Linked DNA regions of Anser cygnoides: region 2 is linked to region 1. The links are chromatin contacts, called in public Hi-C maps. All regions are on one chromosome and are shown on one strand. The core of a region is the stretch at or near the end of the contact, and the rest is flanking DNA. Distances in the headings are between cores, read along the strand shown. Region 1 holds the start of TBX2 (T-box transcription factor 2). Region 2 holds the start of BCAS3 (BCAS3 microtubule associated cell migration factor).

What was found. Hi-C and Micro-C count contacts between places; a contact is called where the count stands out from the background.
Region 2: a Hi-C map of liver shows a contact between it and region 1, with 9 times the contacts expected there. The contact joins the promoter of BCAS3 here to the promoter of TBX2 in region 1. A contact is called at or near these places in 3 of 7 Hi-C or Micro-C datasets (granulosa cells and liver).

Annotation. Positions count from the first base shown.
Region 1 is chr18:10,242,563-10,246,904 of Taihu_goose_T2T_genome, reverse strand. It overlaps TBX2 (T-box transcription factor 2), which reads left to right and starts at 1,856. Exons shown (of 7, transcript XM_048074274.2): 1 at 1,856-2,856; 2 at 3,567-3,834. The coding sequence starts at 2,492.
Region 2 is chr18:10,613,272-10,617,613 of Taihu_goose_T2T_genome, reverse strand. It overlaps BCAS3 (BCAS3 microtubule associated cell migration factor), which reads left to right and starts at 1,975. Exons shown (of 26, transcript XR_010825687.1): 1 at 1,975-2,395; 2 at 3,558-3,645. PPM1D (protein phosphatase, Mg2+/Mn2+ dependent 1D) reads left to right here. Exons shown (of 7, transcript XM_066979609.1): 7 at 1-38.

The DNA of each region.
Region 1 (4,342 bases), core at 607-3,106:
GGGGGGGAGGGGGGGGGTAGAGGGGAGTAGGAAGAAAAAAAGCCCGAGCAAGCCCCATTTTTGCCAAGGCTGCTGTCAGCACATTTCCGCGGTGGCGAGGAAGCAAAGTCCAAAGCAGGTCTAAATTTCAAACCCCGCTCGCCACCTCGCCCTGTTCAATGGTCAGCGGGACCCCCCCGGCCCCACCGCCCCTCACGGCGGCCGGGACCGGCACGGGCAGCCCCGGAGCGGCCGCGCTGTGGCCGCCCCGTCGGGGGCCGGGCGGCGAAGATGAACCTGCGGCGGGGGGAGCGGCCCCGGGGACAGCCGAGGCTCTGCTCGGGGCTCTCGGCGACGCCGGGAGGGCAGCGACCAGGGCTTGCTGTCAGCAGGATGAGCCTTAGTGGGGGCAGAAAGAGGGGAGAGGAGGCGGCGGGGACGGGGGTACCCGGGCGTCCCCGCGTCCCACCCTGCGCGGGAGCAGCGCAGCGCGGCCCCGAGGGGACAGCGGCCGCCGGAGCAGGACGGGGGCGGCTTCGGCCGCGCCTCGCTGCGCGTCCGCGGAGCGGTGGGGCCGGGGGGGGCGGGCCGGGGGGCAGAGGAGGGGGCCCGCCTCCGCTCCCCCCGTCCCGTCTGGCCGCAGAGCAGGCGGCGGGGGCAGGAGCCTTGTAAGGCACGCAGGGCGCTTTTTGAAGATTTGGGGGTAAATATGAAGTGACAAGAGACGGGTCTTTATTGTGAGGGCTCAGCCGCCTGGCGCCAGGGCCCTCTTCAGCCACCGCAGCCCTCAGTTAATCAGCGCAGATCTCCAAACGGACCTCTCCGCGGGGACACCCACCGCGCCCGCCGCCCCCCCCGGGCCCCGGCGCGGCGGGACCGGCCCTAATCCCTCTGCAAACAGCCCCGGCATTTCCCCCTCCGCCTTATCTGCCTCCCCCCGCCCGGGTAAACAGCCCCTCCGGCCGGCCAGAGCAGCGCCAACCCCGGGGGCCGCGGCCCCGACGGCTGGGGCGGCCCCGGGGGCCCGGCCTCCCGCTGCCCGCCCGGCTCCTCGCGGGGCGCCCCGACGGCGGGGTCCGCGCCCCGTCCGTGCGCTCAGGGCTCCTGGCGGGACCCCCCCACACGCACCCGTCCGTCGGGGCGGGGGGCGAGGGGGGGAGCGGGAGCGAGGGCAGGGCGCGAGTGTCCGCCACTCACCCGCGCTGGAGCTCGCCGCTCGGGCCTCGCCGCCTGCAGCTCTCCCACGGCCCGGCCGCGCCGACGGGGCCGCGCTCCCGGCGGCCTCCCCCGAGCCCGGGCCGCCCCGTCGGCGGGGCGCGGAGCGGGGCGGGCCCCACCTTGATCCTCTTTCCAGGATCTGTCGTAAGACGGCAGCCGCCGAGCTCCGGCCCCCCCCTCAACCCCCCCCCCACCCAACCCGCCGCCCCCGCCCACCCCCCTCCGCCCCCGCCCGGGGCTGCGCGGCCGCGGAAAGCTGCGGGGCGGCCCCCGGCCCCCCCCCCCCCCGGCCCCGCTCCGCGCTCCGCCGCGGTGGCTCCGCGCTGTCCCCGCACCGGCGGCCGCCGCTCCCCGGCCGCGGCGCAGCCAGGGCTGACCCGGTATGCGGAAAGGAGCCGGGGGTGGGATTTCGAGCACTTTTCTCTGTCATTGGTTAATATTTTATTCTGTTGACATGTTTTCTTACTGCCGATGCTTCCGACACCTTCTTCTTTTTTTTTTTTTCCTTTCTTTTTTTTTTTTTCCCTTCTTCCCGTCCTCCCTCCCTCCCTCCTCGCCCCCCCCCCCGCCCCCCCGCGCCCGGAGCTTGGCCGGAGCTGTCAAAACCACGCCTATGCAGATCCACAATTGGTCTGAAACGCGTAAAATCAGCAATCAAGGGGGCTTGGCTCATTAGCGGGCGGATCAGAGCAGGAAGGACATGTGAGATAGTCACAGTTTTACAGAGATCACGACAAGATCTAACCGTTTCCACCCGGGCTCCTTGAGCCATGAGCAGCCCTCGCCCGAGCGCCGGCCGCGGGGCGCGCAGCGGTGCCGGGGCGCAGGCCGGGCCCGCGGGGGTGTGAGGGCAGCGCGGCCGCCCCTGCCCGCGCCCCCGCCCCGCTCTCGGTGCCGGTTCAGCGCCGGGAAGGACTTCGCCGGGAGGGCTTTTTGCCCTCGCTCGCTCTCCCTCGCTGCGACAACAACAACAAAAAAATAAGGACCTACTGTCTCCCCTCCGCAGACCGGGAGTCCCAGGAGCCGGGAACTGCCTCTCGCTTTTTTTTTCTTCTTCTTCTTCTTTTTTTTTTTTTTTTTTTCCCAGATCTAGTTCCGCTGTTTTTCGGCTTTTTTTTTTTTTTTGTGTGCGTTTTTTATTTTTGCTGTTGATTTTTCCTTCCTCTTCCAGAGACTCGAGCGAGTTCGCTGGGCAGGAGAGACAAAAAATACTACTACTAATAATAACAATAATACACACACACGTTTTTGTAAAGGGAATCCCTCTTTTTCTCCTGGATTTGTGGATGCACCGATGAGAGATCCAGCCTTCCCAGGGACTGCCATGGCTTACCACCCCTTCCACGCACCCCGGCCGGCCGACTTCCCCATGTCCGCCTTCCTCGCAGCCGCCCAGCCTTCCTTTTTCCCCGCTCTGGCTCTGCCTCCGGCGGCGCTGGCTAAGCCCATGCCGGACCCCGGGCTGGCCGGGGCGGCCGAGGCCGGGCTGCACGTCTCGGCCCTGGGACACCACCACCAGGCAGCCCATCTGCGCTCGCTCAAGAGCCTGGAGCCCGAGGAGGAGGTAGAGGACGACCCCAAAGTGACGCTGGAAGCCAAAGAGCTTTGGGACCAGTTTCACAAGCTGGGCACCGAGATGGTGATCACCAAGTCGGGAAGGTAAGAGCCGGCCCCGCGCAGCCCCGCGCAACCCGCCCGCACCTGCGGGGCTGCGCAGCGCCCTCGCCCCCCGGCCCCAGCCCTTCCCCGCCGCTCGCCCAGCTCGCCCCGGGGAATTCACCCCGGGCGACAGTCGATGGGGTTTCGATGCCGGCAGTTTTCGGAGGTATTTAACCCCCCCCGCCAGCTATCCCCCCCCCAGCCCCCCCAGTTATTACTTTTTAAAGCGCGGTCCCAAATGAAATTAGTGCGCGCTAATTGAGCGCCCGCAATCCCCCGCTGCATTTGTTTACGCCGCTCTCGGCGGCTCCTCGCCGCCCGCAGCTTTTCCTGCCCCTGCCAAACTTTCCCCGCCGCCGGGGTCGGCCCCGGCCCCGCTGCCGGCCCCGGAGGAGGCAGAGGAGGGCAGCGAGAAGGGGCTCGGTCCGGGGATCCCCTTGGGCTCTGCCCTCTATTTCTTGGAAGGGGATTTGAAGCTTTTTCCCCTCTTTCTTCCCCTATGGGCGCAGCCGAGCGGGGTGAGAAGGAGCAGGGCCTGCCGGCCGTGCCAAAGGCTGGGAAGCCGCGGGGCGAGCTGAAGAAACCCCCCCGTGTTTCGGAGGGGCCGGGCGGTGCGGGGCTGCCGGGCCGGGCCGGGGGCCGCGGCCGTCGGGGGTCGCGCACCGGGCGGGAGGGCGCCGCGCCCTGCACCGCTGTGCGTCTCTCCGCAGGAGGATGTTCCCCCCGTTCAAGGTGCGGGTGAGCGGCCTGGACAAGAAGGCCAAGTACATTTTGCTCATGGATATAGTTGCGGCCGACGACTGCCGGTACAAGTTCCACAACTCCCGCTGGATGGTGGCCGGCAAGGCCGACCCGGAGATGCCCAAGCGCATGTACATCCACCCCGACAGCCCGGCCACCGGCGAGCAGTGGATGGCCAAGCCCGTCGCCTTTCACAAGCTCAAGCTCACCAACAACATCTCGGACAAGCACGGCTTTGTAAGTGTGGCCGCGGGGACGAGCGGAGCCCCCGGGCGCGGACCCCCCGGGCCAGGCGCTGAGCCCGGCCCCGCTGCGCCCGAGGACGGCCGGGGGGAGCCGCGGGGCTTTACCGGCCCCCCCCCCGGCAAAAGCACGCCCGGGCCCGGGCTGGACGGCGGGGCCTTGCCGGGCCTTGCAGCGGCCGGGCTGTCTCGCAGCCCTCCCCGATCCTTGCTCCCGGCCGCCCCGGCAACGGCTCCCCCCGGGGGGAACGGAGACCGGGCCGCGGGGGGGCTCGGGGTCCCTTGGGCTCTCGCATGCCGCCCCCCGACCCGTCCTGCCGGCTCTGCCCGGCCGCGGGGCTCGGCGGGGAGCAGGAACCGGGGAGGCGCAGCCTGGGGGGCGCGGACGGGGTCGGCCCGGGGGCGGCGAGGGCAGCCCCGACGGGGCGGCAGGGCTGGGGCGTTGCGGCCGGGCAGGTGCAGCCCCGGACGTCCCTGCGGGCCGGGCCGGGCCGAGCCGAGCC
Region 2 (4,342 bases), core at 726-3,225, 370 kb before region 1:
CATGTGTATGTTCACTTAAATAAAACGTGGAAATTTGATGGGGTGCCTTTTTCTTTTTTATAATTTCAAGCTTAAGTACACTCATTTTGTATTTATTAAAGTCTAATACTCTCTCCTTCACCTTCACTGTGGCTGTTTAATGAAACGGGACATCCTGCATAGCTGTACTAGGGAACAATTCTTGGCATTTTATACTTAATGTGTTTGTTAAAGTGTAGCAATATATAACCTGCATTTTTTTTTTTAATGGGGAAGTAAAATGCCAATACTTCATTCCAAGGGCTAGGGTGGTATTTTTAGAATCTAATTCTTTACTGCTGGCACAATAAAACATGGGCTGGAATTAGGCCTGCTATCTATATATGTTACCATGGTTACAGAAATCCTAGAGGAATTGCACACTTTCTGAAAATGTATAATTCTCTTTCATCCAGCCAGTGAATGCAGCCCAATCTTACAAGATGAAAGTAATGAGCTCTGTCCAAATTGGATTCAAGAATTTATTTGTGTATATGGTTGTAACCTATGGTTAACAAAGTTTTATTATAACCAGTGTTGAAAATTGTATGCTACATGGGAGGGGGGAGGGGGGAGAACATAAAAGCTAGCTGTAGCTATATACACACTTATCTAGCAACTAGCAACACTCCTTGCAACAAACTATGATGGTAATTGTCTATTTTCAATTTTACCTTGTGACATTCAACTAAAAAAAAGTCACAAAAAATGCAAGTGTAACAGTTCCATATCTGTATTATAGAATTAGAATATCCGAGTTGGAAGGGGAGGAAGGGGACCCACAAGGATCATCACATCCAACTCCTGAGTCCCCAAAGGACCACCCAAAACCTCAGACCTGAGTCTGAGTGTGTTGTCCAAATGCTTCTTGAACTCTGGCAGGCTCAGGGCTGTGACTGCTTCCCTGGGGAGCCTGTTCCAGTGCTTGACTAATGCTGCTGCTTATGATGTAAAAAAAAAAAAAAAAAAAAAGAGAAAAGACTGATTACATAGATGCAAAATTTATTTTTTCATTAAACTTGGTTGCATTCAACTGTGGTGCCTCCTTCTGTTTACTCTTGACAGTTCTGGTCTTGGGCTTCTCCAGCTGGAGAGACAGACACCTGCTTTTTTTTTCACTTTTAACAAACTAGACAAAAAACAGGCTTCTCTTTTCCTTTTTATTTTTTCTTCCTGGGAGAGCCGTTGAGTGATAGTAAGGGTTAAACACACAAAGCTCCTCAGCAGTAGAGAAACTCCCTTGCTGATGTGGATTGGCTGCAGTTTATTTTCCCCACCTATGCTATCATTTGACTGCCCTGAAATTAATTAGCGGAGCTGAGACGGGCGGTGTGGCAATGTGTAGCTGAGGTGTTAACGCAGTCCCTGTTCCATAAATCAGGTCTGAGTCACACAAGCTGTTTGTGAAACAGAGCTCCAGCATGTGCAAGGAAACAGTTCCCCGTCATCAAAAAACAGCTGAGCGCCTGTGGTGGTTCAAGAAAAGCCTGACACTTTTTCACCCTATGATGGGACAACTTGTTTAAAGGCTGGATGTGGCACTTAGGGACATGGTTTAGTGGGTGACATTGGTGGTCAGGTGATGGTTGGACCAGGTACGTTTAAGTATTTTCCAACCTTAATGATTTGATGATACTAACTTGCTGAGATGAGAAGCCACGATTTAAAACTTCCCTCATGCTGAGAGGAGCAGGGAAGGAATCCTAGAATAGGCCCTGGGGGAGCACAGAGTCCGACTGCTGGCCGTGCACAGCACCTCCCAAATACTCAGACGGGGTGTCTGAGCATTGTCCAAACACTTTTTGGGCTGTGTCACGCTCGGAGCCGTGCCCCCTTCCCTGGGGAGCCTGCTCCGGTGCCCTGACATTAGCTATTTCGCACAGAAACACGGCAGGTTACACGGAAATTATCGGGAAACAAACAATTTATTAGGCGATCATTGCGCCTCAGGGGCAGACATGGCGCCTCAAAATGGCGCCCTCCACCACGCGCCCCCTCAGCGCCGCCCGCAGCCCCCCCGCGGCCGCCGCCTTCCCGCCCATTCCCGCCGGCCCCGCCCCCGCCCACGTGCGCGGGACTGGCGCGGCGGCTCTCGCGAGATCTCGATGTAAACAAAGCTGCGGGGGGGGGGGCGGAGGGGGCAGCGCGGGCCGTGTTTTGCTGCCTCAACCAAGCTTGGGGGCGGGCCGGGGCGGGGCAGGGCGCAGCCGCTCTCCAGCTCTCTCCGCGCCCCGCCCCGTTCTGGAAACCGAGACGGGGATTGGATGGCGGCAGGGAGCGGCCCGCCCTCGGCGGCGCGTGATTGGCTGGGCGCCTGAGGTGCGCTGGGTGTCATTCCCCGTGGGGGTCCCAAATAGTGTCAGTGAGGCGGCGGCAGGTGAGGGGCGCGGGGCCGGGCGGGACGGGGCCGCTCTGAGGGGGCGGGTGGCAGCCGAGGGGCGGCGGCTGAGGCCGGGCGGGCGGCGGCCGGGGCCCCGGGGAGCGGCTGTGGGGAGGCCGCGGGGGGCGCCCGGCGGGGTCCCGGCGCTCCCCGGCCGGCCGCGGCCTGACGGACAGCGCGGCCGGGCGGCAGCGCGGGGGCCGCCGCCGGGCTCCGGGCGGTCTGTCCTGTTTTATTTTTACGTTTTCATTTATTTTTTTGCCTAGGAGTTGCTGCTCGCGGCTCCGGGGCCCGCGGGAGGGTTTCTGCGGGGCGACCCCGCCTCGGCCGCTCGGTGCGGGGCCGGCGCCGCGAGCAGGCGGGGTCTGAGGGGGGCTCGGCGCGTCCCGGCCCGGTGTTCCTGTCAGGGGCGGACGGGCGTCGCGCTGCGCTCAGGCTGCGGAACGCCCCAACTTCCAGGGGCTAAGACCGCAGGGATGGAGCCCTGCTGACAGCCGGTGCCGTGTGGGGGGTTGGCCTTTGGCGTCCCTTCAGTCCTTGGTTTGGGGTGGGGGTGAGGGGGGCACAGCGGCTGGGCGGGTTCTTGGCACCTCTGGTGCCTCTCAGGTGTCTCCTTGTCTGCAGCGAAGCTGTTGCGAATTCACATGCGAAGCGCTACAAGTGTGGAGGCAAACTTGAGGGGGTACGAAAACTGACATAAAGTAAAATGTGTTTCATCACACTTTTTATGTTACCTGCACTGTAACCCACTACAGATCTTATAAGCGCATTACACAGCAGTTATGACTGTATGTGTTTATACACATGATTTTCTGAGATCATGCCTTATTAAATTGCGGTCTTACATAATGCTGATAACACCTGTATTTCTGTACCATTATCTTTAATGTACAGTCCAAAGAAAACTTTCTATTTTATTACGCTGCTTTGTGTTGATTTTTTTGCCTTTTTTTTGCTCACACACATGACAGGAGGCGTGTTGTTTGAAGTACTGAAAAAATAATTTTTTAGAGTGCTGTAAAGGGGTGTTATACGGGTTTGTGTAAGCCATTTCCTTCTTCAGGAGTTTTTCATCATTCTGAAAAATGTGGCAAGAACTAGTATAGTAATCAATTGTTATACAAAGGATTATTATTAAAAAGAAATGCGCTTCTTACAGGTATCTGCAAAGGAACAATGGCGACAGAATCTCCACGCCGCCCTAGTCGATGTACTGGAGGAGCAGTGGTTCGTCCACAAGCTGTCACGTAAGCACCTTCTGGAAGAAAAGCCCATATTTGAAATACTTTTTATGTCTCGTATGTGAAGAACCCAGCCCAAACTCTCTGGCAAAGCCAGCTCTGAGAGCTTCTGCTGACAATACAGTTTTGTTGCATTGAGTATTTTCTAATAAACGAAAGTCAGCAGTTGTTGCTTTCCTGTCTCCTGGGCCTATGCAGGTCAAGCTGTCTCCCTCAATGGGCTGCTTTTTATGTAATACACCAAAACCTTCCATCAGCCTTCAGAGTTGTACAGTTTAAAGACAAATACTTTATCTTAAAATGTCTTGTTGTTTACTTACACAGTTTTGTTGAACAAACACCACACTGGCCATAGATTAATGACTGCAAACCTCTTCCTTAGGCTAGAGGGAACACGTGTACCAAGTTCCTTTCTTGCTGTTCTTGTAATAATACCTTGTAACAGGGATGGATGTATTAAAACATATAACCTACCACTGTAACACAATAAATTGTGTTAGAGGTTTGTCTTGCAGCCACGTGAAAGAAGAATTTGTTGTATTGTGGAATCTCTCAACAAATTCATTTGTTTGCAGTGACCTTTTTCTTCTCAGTAAGCTTGCTCACTAGAAAAATAATAAAAACACTGTAATAATAGGATTACCATACTTTTTTTTTTTTTGGTTAAATATAGCAGCTTGTTCATGAGCTGTATCTTTTTATT